2 separate regions of the Zea mays genome follow, and region 2 is linked to region 1. The links are chromatin contacts, called in public Hi-C maps. All regions are on one chromosome and are shown on one strand. Each heading gives the region's core, a stretch centred on a gene start, on an enhancer-like site or on the middle of the called end of the contact. The rest is flanking DNA. Distances are from core to core; before and after follow the strand shown.

Evidence for each region. A called contact is a pair of places that touch in the nucleus more often than the background predicts.
Region 2: a contact with region 1 is called in a Hi-C map of leaf, with 2.7 times the contacts expected there. The contact joins the promoter of LOC100193870 here to the promoter of LOC103636116 in region 1. A contact is called at or near these places in 18 of 25 Hi-C or Micro-C datasets (bundle sheath, ear, endosperm and 6 more) and 2 of 3 datasets of contacts at active chromatin or transcription factors (leaf and seedling).

Annotation. Positions count from the first base shown.
Region 1 is chr8:150,016,888-150,022,695 of Zm-B73-REFERENCE-NAM-5.0, reverse strand. LOC103636116 (cinnamoyl-CoA reductase 1) reads left to right here and starts at 2,294. Exons shown (of 5, transcript NM_001301557.1): 1 at 2,294-2,570; 2 at 3,589-3,767. The coding sequence starts at 2,324.
Region 2 is chr8:150,195,556-150,201,363 of Zm-B73-REFERENCE-NAM-5.0, reverse strand. LOC100193870 (MAG2-interacting protein 2) reads right to left here and starts at 3,684. Exons shown (of 11, transcript NM_001359312.1): 1 at 3,218-3,684; 2 at 2,761-2,845; 3 at 2,475-2,663; 4 at 1,241-1,436; 5 at 906-1,132; 6 at 1-788. The coding sequence starts at 3,298.

The DNA.
Region 1 (5,808 bases), core at 1,045-3,544:
ACGGCCACCGACCGTCTAGTGAGTTGATATTGTTACTCTATTATGTGTGTTGATATTGTTTGCAAGGGCATAGGGGTTATGCACTTATATTTGATATTGTTTGCCTCCAGGCTTCGTATGGGCAGGAGATGGTTCAACGCCATGGGGAGGAGTACGATTGGAGGAGCCAGCCAATCGACCCTCAGGCAGCCTATGCTAGCGCAGGAGGACAAGCCCATGGACGGTGAGATTATTTGATTTGGTTTTCAAAATTGTCATCATATGCTTGCGATTCAACTGAGCCATGAGTTACTATACTAAGTGCATGGTTCACTCTTGTAGGTTGGGTATTTTTGATTCTACGATTGATTCCAGAGAGCTGAGACGCCGTGGACGACAATCCACATCGTCGTCTTCACAGTCGTCCCGTTCACGATCAGCAGCCCATGAGATAGAGCTTGCAGTGTTGCGTCAACAGGCAGAGTACCATCAATCAGTCTTGAGGGAACAATTGGAGTACCAGAGGCAACAATCTGAATACCAGAGACAACAAGCCGAGTACCAGAAGAAGAGGGACGAGTATTATGCAAGCCTCCAGGCCCAAAATCAAGCTCTTCTCTCGGTAAGTTGAAGTAACATTTTGTAGCTTATTTTGCAAAACACTTGATGTGTATCTTGTTTGTTCAACAATGACTTGTATATAATTTGTAGCAACTAGCCCAACAAGCGGGCGTCCCGATGCCGACATATGGGATGCCGCCTCCGGACTTTGCACTGCCAATGCCAATGTTGGCGCCTCCACCTCCGTCTCCGCCTCCGTCACAATTCCCTATGGTATGTACACATATGCGTGTGTGACATGTTCATAAATGTCTTATGTGTTTAAATGAACAACTGAGTGGTTACTATTTCATGTGCTTGTGTTATAGGGATTTCAGACACCACCCGCTTCAGTTGCCGCACCTGGAGATGGGTTTGGTCAGGACGACACAACAAATTCGTGGGTGAACACCATTTTCAACACGCAGAGTCCAGCCGGAGGAGGTGGCTACTCGAACCATCCAGACGATGGATATGATTGATGTGTCGTGATGTTTTTTATGAAACACTTTGCAACACTTGTTTGTGAGACACAATTTCAGTTTGCAACAACCGTCGAACCTATATGTTGATGTTAAATTTGTGAATGTTAATATTTATGTGAGACTATTTGTGATTGTGAATACTTATTAGAATGTGTGTATTTGTGATTGTGAATGTGAATTTGTATATGTGCATGAATCTGTTTTTGTTTTGTAAATGTCAGATTTTTTAAAAAACAGAATTTTGTGTAAATTCTGTAATTTGTTATGTCCGACGGCTTAATGGTAGCCGTCGGACATAACTCTTTTGTTATTTCCGACGGCATTAACTACCGTCGGACATAAGCAATGCTTATCTCCGACGGCCTAGCGGGAGCCGTCGGACTTAATTCAGTGGGACCCACATCCCGACCGGTAAAACGGTTGGGATTTGTTATCTCCGACGGGCATAGGCAGCCGTCGGAGATAACTTATGTCCGACGGCTGCCGTCGGACATAGCACTATTTCCGACGAGTTATCTCCGACGGCTTAAAGCCGTCGGAGATAAGGCTTGACCGTCGGAAATAATCTATTTCCGACGGTTTATTCCTTATGTCCGACGGCTTTGGCCGTCGGACGTTTCTGCGTTTACTGTAGTGCATATAATCTATCTCTCTGTTATAATATAAGATATCAAATATTCCGTCGGTCTCGATCAGGATCCGGACAGTTATAGAGCCTGGTTATCTATGAGGCGCTAGTATACTGTTGAGCTTCATAATCAAACAGGGACCATCGAAATCAATGGCCTGCGATACAATAGCGTGGCTGCTTCCGCTACCAGCTCCAGCGCAATAAATTAACACCAAGAAGAAGTTGGAGGCAGCGGAGGAGGACAAGAAGAGTTGAGCACATTACTCTCACAAGATCCGAAGCCGAACCCAAGGCTAGACCTAGACGGACCGTCAGGCAGGAACGCCCGTGCGATGCCTGCCGTCCAGCGCAGCTACCCCCCACCCCAACCCATGTGGCCATGTCCCGGGCGGCAGGCCCAGGCTCCGTCTGACAAAAAACAAGCCTCGGTGAAGGTAGAGTACCGAGCCTACCTACCCAACCCCAGTCGCGCGACGAAGACAGCCGAGTCCTCTCCTCTGCTCAGCCAGTGGTGCTCGCCCTAGTAGTGTAGTACGTGGCTATTTTACCCACCCCACTCGCCGTGAATACCCTCTCCACCAACACCGAGAGGCACTACCGCAGCAGCGCGGGAGCAGGCCCGGCAGGCATGGGCGTGCTTCGGAGCACGCAGAGCCTTGAGGCGGAGGTGGACGAGCTGCGCGCCGCGCTCCTGGCGGGCGGGTGGCGCCGCTCGGCGGGCCACGCGGACGCTAAGCGCGCTCCCCGGGGTGACGCCGGAGGGGCCGCGGCGCGCGCCGTGTGCGTAACTGGCGGCATCTCCTTCGTCGGGTTCGCCGTCGTCGACCGCCTCCTCCGGCACGGGTACACCGTCCGCCTCGCGCTGGAGACGCAAGGTACCAGCCGTCCCGTCCGTCCTCCCCCACACCAACCTACCCGGCTGCTTCTCTCGCTCGCTCTGAAGCTCTCGCGCGCGCCCCTCGGCCCGGCCCGGCCCCGGTGGCAGGGACGGGGTATACGTGAAAAAAAAAATCCTCGTCCATCTCAGCCCAGAAAGCGATCGCTCTCGTCTGATTGGATGCGAATCGTCCACGACCAGTCGACCGCAAGCGCGGTCACCGGATCAAACAAAGTATGGGTAAGCACGAAGCGGACATGCTCGTTCACGCGGCACCATGCGTCCATGTCCCAACGCCTCGACTTCTCACGTGTTTAGGCAAGCCTGCCTACAAACAGGAAGGAAAAGTATTGGGGTCCCGCTTGTCTCGTTATTACTGTTAGCCCGTTTGTTCTTATCATTCTCTCGCGTTGGGCAAAGGCCGCCGGCCAGGTTTTCATCTGGCTCGTCTCTTCATTCTTTCCCTCGATGATGAGTTGCCTTGCTGACAATGGCCTCTTGCTCCGTTTCAGACGAAGGCTAATAGAACAGAGCCTACCTTTTTCTCTCTTTCCCTTTTATCATTTGTTTGCTAAAAGATTGGATGGTACTCTATTTTGTTTGTTTGTTTTGTGATCAACGCACCCGCTGAAACGACCGAGAGAAACACGAGTACACGACGAAGGACGAAACGAACTTATGATCAACCTAACTTGCACGGCAAAGACGGGAAGCACACGTCCGTCCCCGCCAGAACTTGCGCTTTGACTTTGTAATAAAACTGGTCGTCGTCCTCTAGTGCCAAACATGTAGATGAACAGAGTACTCCAAGTGGTACCGTGGTGAGCCAGTGGCGAGGGTCTAGCTAAGGTTTCTGAAACCTCCCCACCACAGCCTACAACTTTGCTATCGCACGTCGTGGGCTGACAGTGACTCTGTTCTGCCGTGTCGTCCGTCACTAGCGAATCCCCCCGGTCACTCCCAGGTTTCGAGCGTTTCGGTTTATTTGATCTCTAAGTACGTGTCTTGGCGTGCAGAGGACATGGACAAGCTGCGGGAGATGGAGATGTTCGGCGAGGACGGCCGGGATGGGGGGGTGTCGACGGTGATGGCGAACGTGATGGACCCGGACGGCCTGCGCCGCGCCTTCGACGGGTGCGCCGGCGTGTTCCACACCTCCGCCTTCGTCGACCCCGGGGGCATGTCCGGCTACACGGTGAGGACGACAACAAACTTTCGTTCTTACTGGGAGCGTTTCCTTTTTCCTATGAATTCTAGCCTCATACCTCTCACGTCGACACTAGGACTAGACATGTCACGTGGCGTCAATAGGTTCGGGCTGTGTTGGGGACATGCATGGTAGCATGTGTAATAGAACCTGGATTGCAGGATAGTCTGATAAGGAGACATGATCCATGAAATCTGCTGCTCAACCGTTGGCTTGTCAGGCTGTTGTTGTTGATGTTCAGTCGTTAAACCTACCGCGAGTAAGACATTGTCCTTTCTTTCTTTACTCACTGCTTGAAGAAAGAATACAATCTATAGCATGGGGGGCAGGCTACGTATCTTTAATTTAGTTGAACTTTAAGGAGTCGGTATCTTTTTTTTATCATACTAAACAAGTCACTAGATTATCTGTAGAATATATATATTCCTGTAGCATATCTATTTAGAATAATAGATAGATGTATATTATTTTCTGTGAATTAGACAAAGTGTAAAATTGCATTTACTGGAAGCCTGAAGAGGGTGGATCCGATACACCTTAAGCTAAGGCAATGTTTGTATCCACCTATCTAATAGTTAATCCCTTCATCCTAATTTGCAAAATTGTTTTGACTTTTTGAGATATATGACTTTTACCTTGTATCTAGATATAGATGTAGTGTATTTATAAATGTCAAAACGATACCCTATTTTTTAAAGTGGAGGGAGCGGTTGCTAAATTTTTTTGCTATGACAAAGTCAAACTAATAGTCCGCATCGAGCAACCATCTCACTAGATGTCGCTTAACCCAGCTAAGGGCTTGTTCGGTTAGCTCTCAATCCATGTGGATTGAGTGGGATTGGATGAGTTTGAATTCCAAACAAGTCAAACTTCTTCTCATTTTTTCCAATCTCATCCAATTCATGTATATTGGGAATAACCGAACAAGCCCTAATAGATCGCGAAAAGACGCTTCGACCGTCCTGTACACATCTAGCTACATGCTCTAAAATGTGAAGGGTGTTGTAGATAAAATCATCAATCCGCCCACCTTAGGTCTTGGATCCAAGCAACAACCATAGGTAGCAAACAATATTTTAGCTAGTTTATGTTAACTACTACTGTATGGACTATTAGTTGCTGCTGGATCCAAATGAGAGGTTTCGATATCCGGGTTTCAATATGGATCGGATGATGCCTCACACAATCCGGCACACGATTCCTATGTCTTCTGAAGAAATTTCTCTGTACGGGGAAGGCAAGGAAATAAAAGGAATTAAGAAAAAACTGAAGAAAAGTGAAGAGAGACAATTGAAATGAAGAATTCATAGTGATATCAGAATATGGAAGTCATACGAATTGAGGATAAGCTGTGTGGAGCATGCTGATTATTGAGTCCCAAATATTGAAACCTCTCATAATCTAGGTTGTCTCCAGTAGATCATGCATATGGTCATAAAAACACTGTTTTATATTACTGACTGTATTGTTTACATAGTGAAATTTAAAATACAAGATATGATAGACGATAGAATAGGTAAGTTGCTGGAGACAGTCGGTCCAAGATGGGCTACTTCTGCCACACCCGTGGCCTTATTTGGATATTTTAATTGTTGCATGCTGATTTAGCAGACTGCTGGCTATCCTTTCTCTTGCTAATAGATACTAATGGAACCATAGATTAAAAGATTGGGCCTTTAACACTACATGTTTGGATCGATCATATATATTTAATATAGTAGCTATTATGTTATCTTTAACATATTGTGCATATGGTCGTGCAAAACACTGCTTTGTATTATAAATTGAAGTTTGAAATAAGAGACGAGATACAAGGGTTACCAGACAGCGTCAAGATAGACCCCAAACAGATCGTACAACAAGTGTGCAAAACACTGATTTTTATTATAGACAATACTATTCAAGAGTGGAGTTTGAAAGAGTGAGGTGTGCTGCTATCTAGAACACAGAACGTCACTCAACTACCCATGACTTTGGAAGTACAACTTTTGCGGAACGAGGGTAAGAGGATGCAAAAGCAAAGGGTAGC
Region 2 (5,808 bases), core at 2,435-4,934, 180 kb before region 1:
TGTAGGCCCAACTTTGTTTACACATTCTGATAATACAAATACTTGGTCTTTAATTTTTGCTAAGTACGAGTCTATCTCATGAGTATTGGCATCAGAGTGCAACCAGCATGCTTTAAGAACTTCATCCTTATCTAGATTGTATCTAGAAGCAAAATCTAAAGCGTCCTTGTATCGTTTCTCTCTTATCAGAACAGAGTACATTTCTGCTACTGTAACTTTGGAGAATGATATCAGACTCCAGGACATTTCATCCCCTTCTGTTTGTTGGTGCTCCCCAGAACCACTCAGCAGACAAGGTTCCGAGTCACTATCCATCCGCTTATTAACTGGAGTGTTTGTTCCATATCTCCTAGATTGCAAAACAAAAGCATGTCCTTCAGTAGCCTTTGCCTTCTCCAATATTGGTGTAGATAAAACCGGGTCATCATTGGAAACTATCTTGTCTTCAGTGATGCTGTACATGCTAATGCTACCATCTTTTCTTACCAACATAAGAACATTATCTGTCCACCAACTGATGTCCTTAACATCAATTAGGTGTCTAGCCTTTCCAAGAGTTTGAAGTGGAACAGTGCGCAAGTCACCATCAAGTGAAAAAAAGTTTACAAAACCAGTCAAATCCAACGTAGCAATATACTTTCCCTGAGGCGAGATCCTGATTTTCGGGGATGAAACAAAGGTTCTTTGATCCTTCAGGGGACAAAATACCCCTTCCAACTGCATGCTTTTAAATGAAAGACTAAGTTCCAGATTTTTGTTGAAGTGTAATAGATACATAAAATAGGTTCCTAAAATATTATAATAAAGAAGATTAGAAACAACGCCATTTGAATTTCAGTGAACAAGCTATATAGTGCAGGATTAGCAAGTGTAGAAGTTGAGAACAGGCTGGTGAATGAGCATACCAGAATAACTATTGGAGCTAAATGAAACATTGGAATCTCCAACTAGGACAAATAGCGAGTGACGTTGATGGTAATCAATGCACGATAAACTTCGAGGTAACTGGATAGTCCTAGCTGACATTGCATCTTTAGTTGATATGGGAACTTCGCATAAACATGCCTCAGGTTCTTCAGTGTAATCAAATCTATGAACCAAGCAGTCACTTGTAAAAATGTAGAAACCTGGCCTACAAATATTAATGGAAATTATTAGTTAAGGCCAAATTATCCCACGAAATGAAGGATAATACATGATTTAAGGGGAAAGCTCCCAACTGAAAACAACTGATAATCACCTAAGTAAGCTTGTACCATCCTGCAAAACCAGATCAATAATGGAAGAAGATAGCTTCAACTGATCACATGTCCTCCTTGCTAGTAACTCCCCATTTTCTTTGATCAAGTAAAGTGTGCTTAGGTCATCCACCACACCAAAAACGCCTTGAGCCTCCAGCCAAGCCCCATTTGTGAAAAATGCTATTCGGTCATTATCTGACCAGAAATAGTTACAATACAGTGGATAATCAGAAAAAATGATGCCCCCGGACCTCTACTGCAGAAAATGCACATGAAACTATGTTCCATATTATAAAACTATTTTCAAGAAACTAAAAAGAAAATGGAAATATGCAGATTGCTACTGTCTAGGGATTGTAGCAAAATGACAATAGTGCAATATTTCTGCCAACATAAACAAAAACTGGCACCTAATCTCCCAAAAAAATTAATTGGTCAACCTGAGGAACGAAAATGTAATGAGCAGTGTAAAATGTTTGCTTGGTGTAAATGGTAAAATGATGCATGGACTGAAATTCTTTCAATAATCAGTGCAACTTTTCTTCTAAACATGCAAATGGCAGCCTGCACCCGGACATTTGGATAAATAAATTTGGAGCCTTAACATAGACAATTTATATGTGAAGTACCTATGTCCAGGAAAACATGCAATTCTTTCTCTATCCTTAGTCAAACTTTCTAAAGTTTGACCAAGATTATAGAAAAAGATCAATATTTACAGCACAAAATATGTATACTAACAATATATTTCATGGCAAATCAAATGACACTTATTTGGTATTATAAATATTGATATTTTTATTATAATAAACTTGGTCAAACTCCAAATGGTTTGACTCAGTACTATGTTAGAATTGTATTCTTTCCTGAACAAAGGGAGAGGTAAGCTAGAAAACTGGAGTCACAACAACCTTACTTCTGCGTCAGCAGTGCATATTAAAAATACACAGCATAAAATGCTATTGTCACGACCAAATAAAGATATCTTCCACATATAACATTTTTTGTTAAATTAAATGCAAATTATGATGGTCTCATATGCCACATTTCTGAAAGGACTTCGAAGTTCAAGTAATATGTGGTTCACTCATTCCAATAAATATAACTTAATACTCTATATGCATGCGAATTGAGAGACAATTTCTTTCACGCTTAATACACATAATAGTAAACACCAATGAATAACACTAGAAGAACCAAAGCGATGAAGGAACAAGCAGGACGCTCACTCACTTGTGTAAACACCACAAGGTGATGCATAGCCATCGGCTTTCCTCAAGATGATGATGTGATTCCCAACAGTTACAGACACATATTCTGCATTTGGTGAGACAAACAGTGCGACGCCATCCCCCTTCTTCCTCTGCCTACTCTTCCCCAGCACCCTGTACCTATCCCACTTTTCCTTAAGTTTGCTCACACCTTCAAGGGTGGTTGGTGGTAGCATGAAGAAGCAAATGGTCAGCGCCACATCCTGTATGGATGGATTTGTGAAGGTTTCGAAGCGAAGGAATTGTACCTTGCAAGGAGAGATAGGAGAGGACACCTCCTCCTCCAGCATCTGAGCTACCACAACTTGTCGCAGCACCTTGGTATTCTTCTTGCTGTGTTTGCAAGAATTACATAACTATGAAGATGACCATCAAGATTTCACAGCTATTTAGCTTCCAAAATACTACTAAAAACTTGGTAAATTGAACAACTCGCAGCCACGTTGTACGAAACAAAAAGAACACATATAGATAGACAGGCTAAAAGGGGAAAAAACATTGTGAGCTATTGCTATGAACTCTGGCGACACCCTCACCCGAAAACAGAATTCGGGAAATGGACATCAAGGGAACATTATTGAAGAGCGCGAATCTACGATGACCCACCTCGCATCTCTCCCAAGCACAACGCGCCCGCGATTGGATTACGAGAGGGAGAAAGCATGGGAGGACGAGGAGGGGGAGAGGGAGGGGGCGGGCACTCACATGAGGGATCACGTGGGATCCCGACGCGTGCCGGTGGATCTCGTACAGTGCTTCATCGTCCTCCGGTGCCATCGCCGGCATCCCGCGCCTTGCTGAAGAGTGGAGATCTCCGCCGAGTTGAGCTCGAACTCGGGTCGAGGAGCTTGTTTGCGATACGTTTGGTGACTTTGGTCGAACCGAAGGGAGAGGGACCGAGGGGCGACGGACAGGACGGAGCGGTTTCGTTTGGTAACCGGTACCCTTTGGCCCTGTCTCGAAGGGAAAATCCCCCAGAACGAGTGAGCGCCGTCTATCTCTCTCTCTCGCCCGCACGCTCGAGCACCGGCGCTGGCAGGTGGAGAGCTCCGGCGAGGGGCCCCGATCAGGGGTGGGCGGTCAGGAGACCACCGGCGCAGTGCCGCGGGCGGGGGCGTCCGGCGTGAGTGGACGAAAGAGCGGCGGCGCGGGGAAGCGTCCTCTGCAGTCCTGCCCCGCTGACGTGTGGGGCCAGACTAGGTTCTATCCTGCACGTCAGCGGACCATCTGTGCACGGAGGTAAGGGGGCTAGTTTGGTACGGACGTGATCTGGGATTAGTTAGGCTCCATCCAGCCAGGTTCGCTCGTGTACCCTAAATATAAGTTTCAATCGGTCTTTGACGCTGGACGCTGCTGGATTCTCTATATATAGAGTTTCTCTAAACTATTCTCTATTTATTTAAATACTTTAAATAAACGATTTAGCAAAACTAAAATATATACAATACATTTGAAAGTATGGTAAATACGTATTTAAAAAATAAAAATGTCTCTAATATAGGTATTTGGGTATAGGGAATGTGATTTAGAATACGTTGTTGGAAAGAAAGGAGATATAGAGGATGAAATCTTTTAGACAAGACTGTAAATGATGGATATAGAGAACGTTGCTGGAGAGAAAGAAGATATAAATGATATGAAAGTCGTCTAGAGGGGGGTGAATAGGAAATTTATAAACTTAAGCACAACTACAAGCCGGGTTAGCGTTAGAAATATGAACGAGTCCGAGAGAGAGGGCGAAAAACAAATCGCAAGCAAAATAAAGAGTGAGACACAAGGATTTGTTTTACCGAGGTTCGGTTCTTGGAAACCTACTCCCCATTGAGGTGGTCACAAAGACCGGGTCTCTTTCAACCCTTTTCCTCTCTCAAACGGTCACTTAGACCGAGTGAGCTTCTCTTCTCAATCAAACGGGACACAAAGTTCCCGCAAGGACCACCACACAATTGATGTCTCTTGTCTCGGTTACAATTGAGTTGATCACAAGAAAGAATGAGAAAAAGAAGCAATCCAAGCGCAAGAACTCAAATGAACACAAGTCACTCTCTCACTAGTCACTAATTGATTGGGAATGATCTTTGGATTTGGGAGAGGACTTGATCTCTTTGGTGTGTCTTGTATTGAATGCTATAGCTCTTGTAAGGTGTAGGAAGTCTGAAAACTTGGATGCTATGAATGGTGGGTGGTTGGGGGTATTTATAGCCCCAACCACCAAACTAGCCGTTTGGTGAAGGCTGCTGTCGTATGTTGCACCGGACAGTCCGGTGCGTCACCGGACACTGTCCGGTGCGCCTGCCACATCACCCAGCCGTTGGATTCTGACCGTTGGAGCTTTTGTCTTCTGGGCCACCGGACAGTCCGGTGGTGCACCGGATAGGTCCTGTAGACTGTCCGGTGCGCCTTCTGACGCGTGCCTGACTTCTGCGCGCACTGTAGCGCATTTAATGCGGTTGCAGGCGACCGTTGGCGCTGAAGTAGTCGTTGCTCCGCTGGCACATCGGACAGTCCGGTGCGCCACCGGACACTGTCCGGTGCTACACCGGACAGTCCGGTGAATTATAGCGGACTGGCTCCCAGAATTCCCGAAGGTGAGCAGTTCGGAGTTGGAGTCCATGGTGCACCGGACGCTGTTCGGTGGTGCACCGGACAGTCCGGTGCGCCAGACCAGGGGACACTCCGGCTGACTTTTGCTCTCTATATTTGAATCCTTTTTCGGTCTTTATATTGGTTTGATGTGAACCTTTGGCACCTGTAGAACTCATAATCTAGAGCAAACTAGTTAGTCCAATTATTTGTGTTGGGCAATTCAACCACCAAAATTAATTAGGAAAATGTGTAAGCCTATTTCCCTTTCAATCTCCCCCTTTTTGGTGATTGATGCCAACACAAACCAAAGCAAATATAGAAGTGCATAATTGAACTAGTTTTCAGAATGTAAGTGCAAAGGTTACTTTAGAATTGAACCAATAAATTTTCATAAGATATGCATGGATTGATTTCTTCATTTTTAACATTTTGGACCACGCTTGCACCACATGTTTTGTTTTTGCAAGTTCTTTTGTAAATTCTTTTCAAAGTCTTTTTGCAAATAGTCAAAGGTAAATGAGTAAGATTTTGAGAAGCATTTTAGAGATTTGAAATTTTCTCCCCTTGTTTCAAATGCTTTTCCTTTGACTAAACAAAACTCCCCCTCAATAAAATCCTCCTCTTAGTGTTCAAGAGGGTTTTATATATTAGTTTTGAAAGGGTTGTACTAATTTGAAATTCTATCAAAAGTAAGATACCAAATTGAAAAA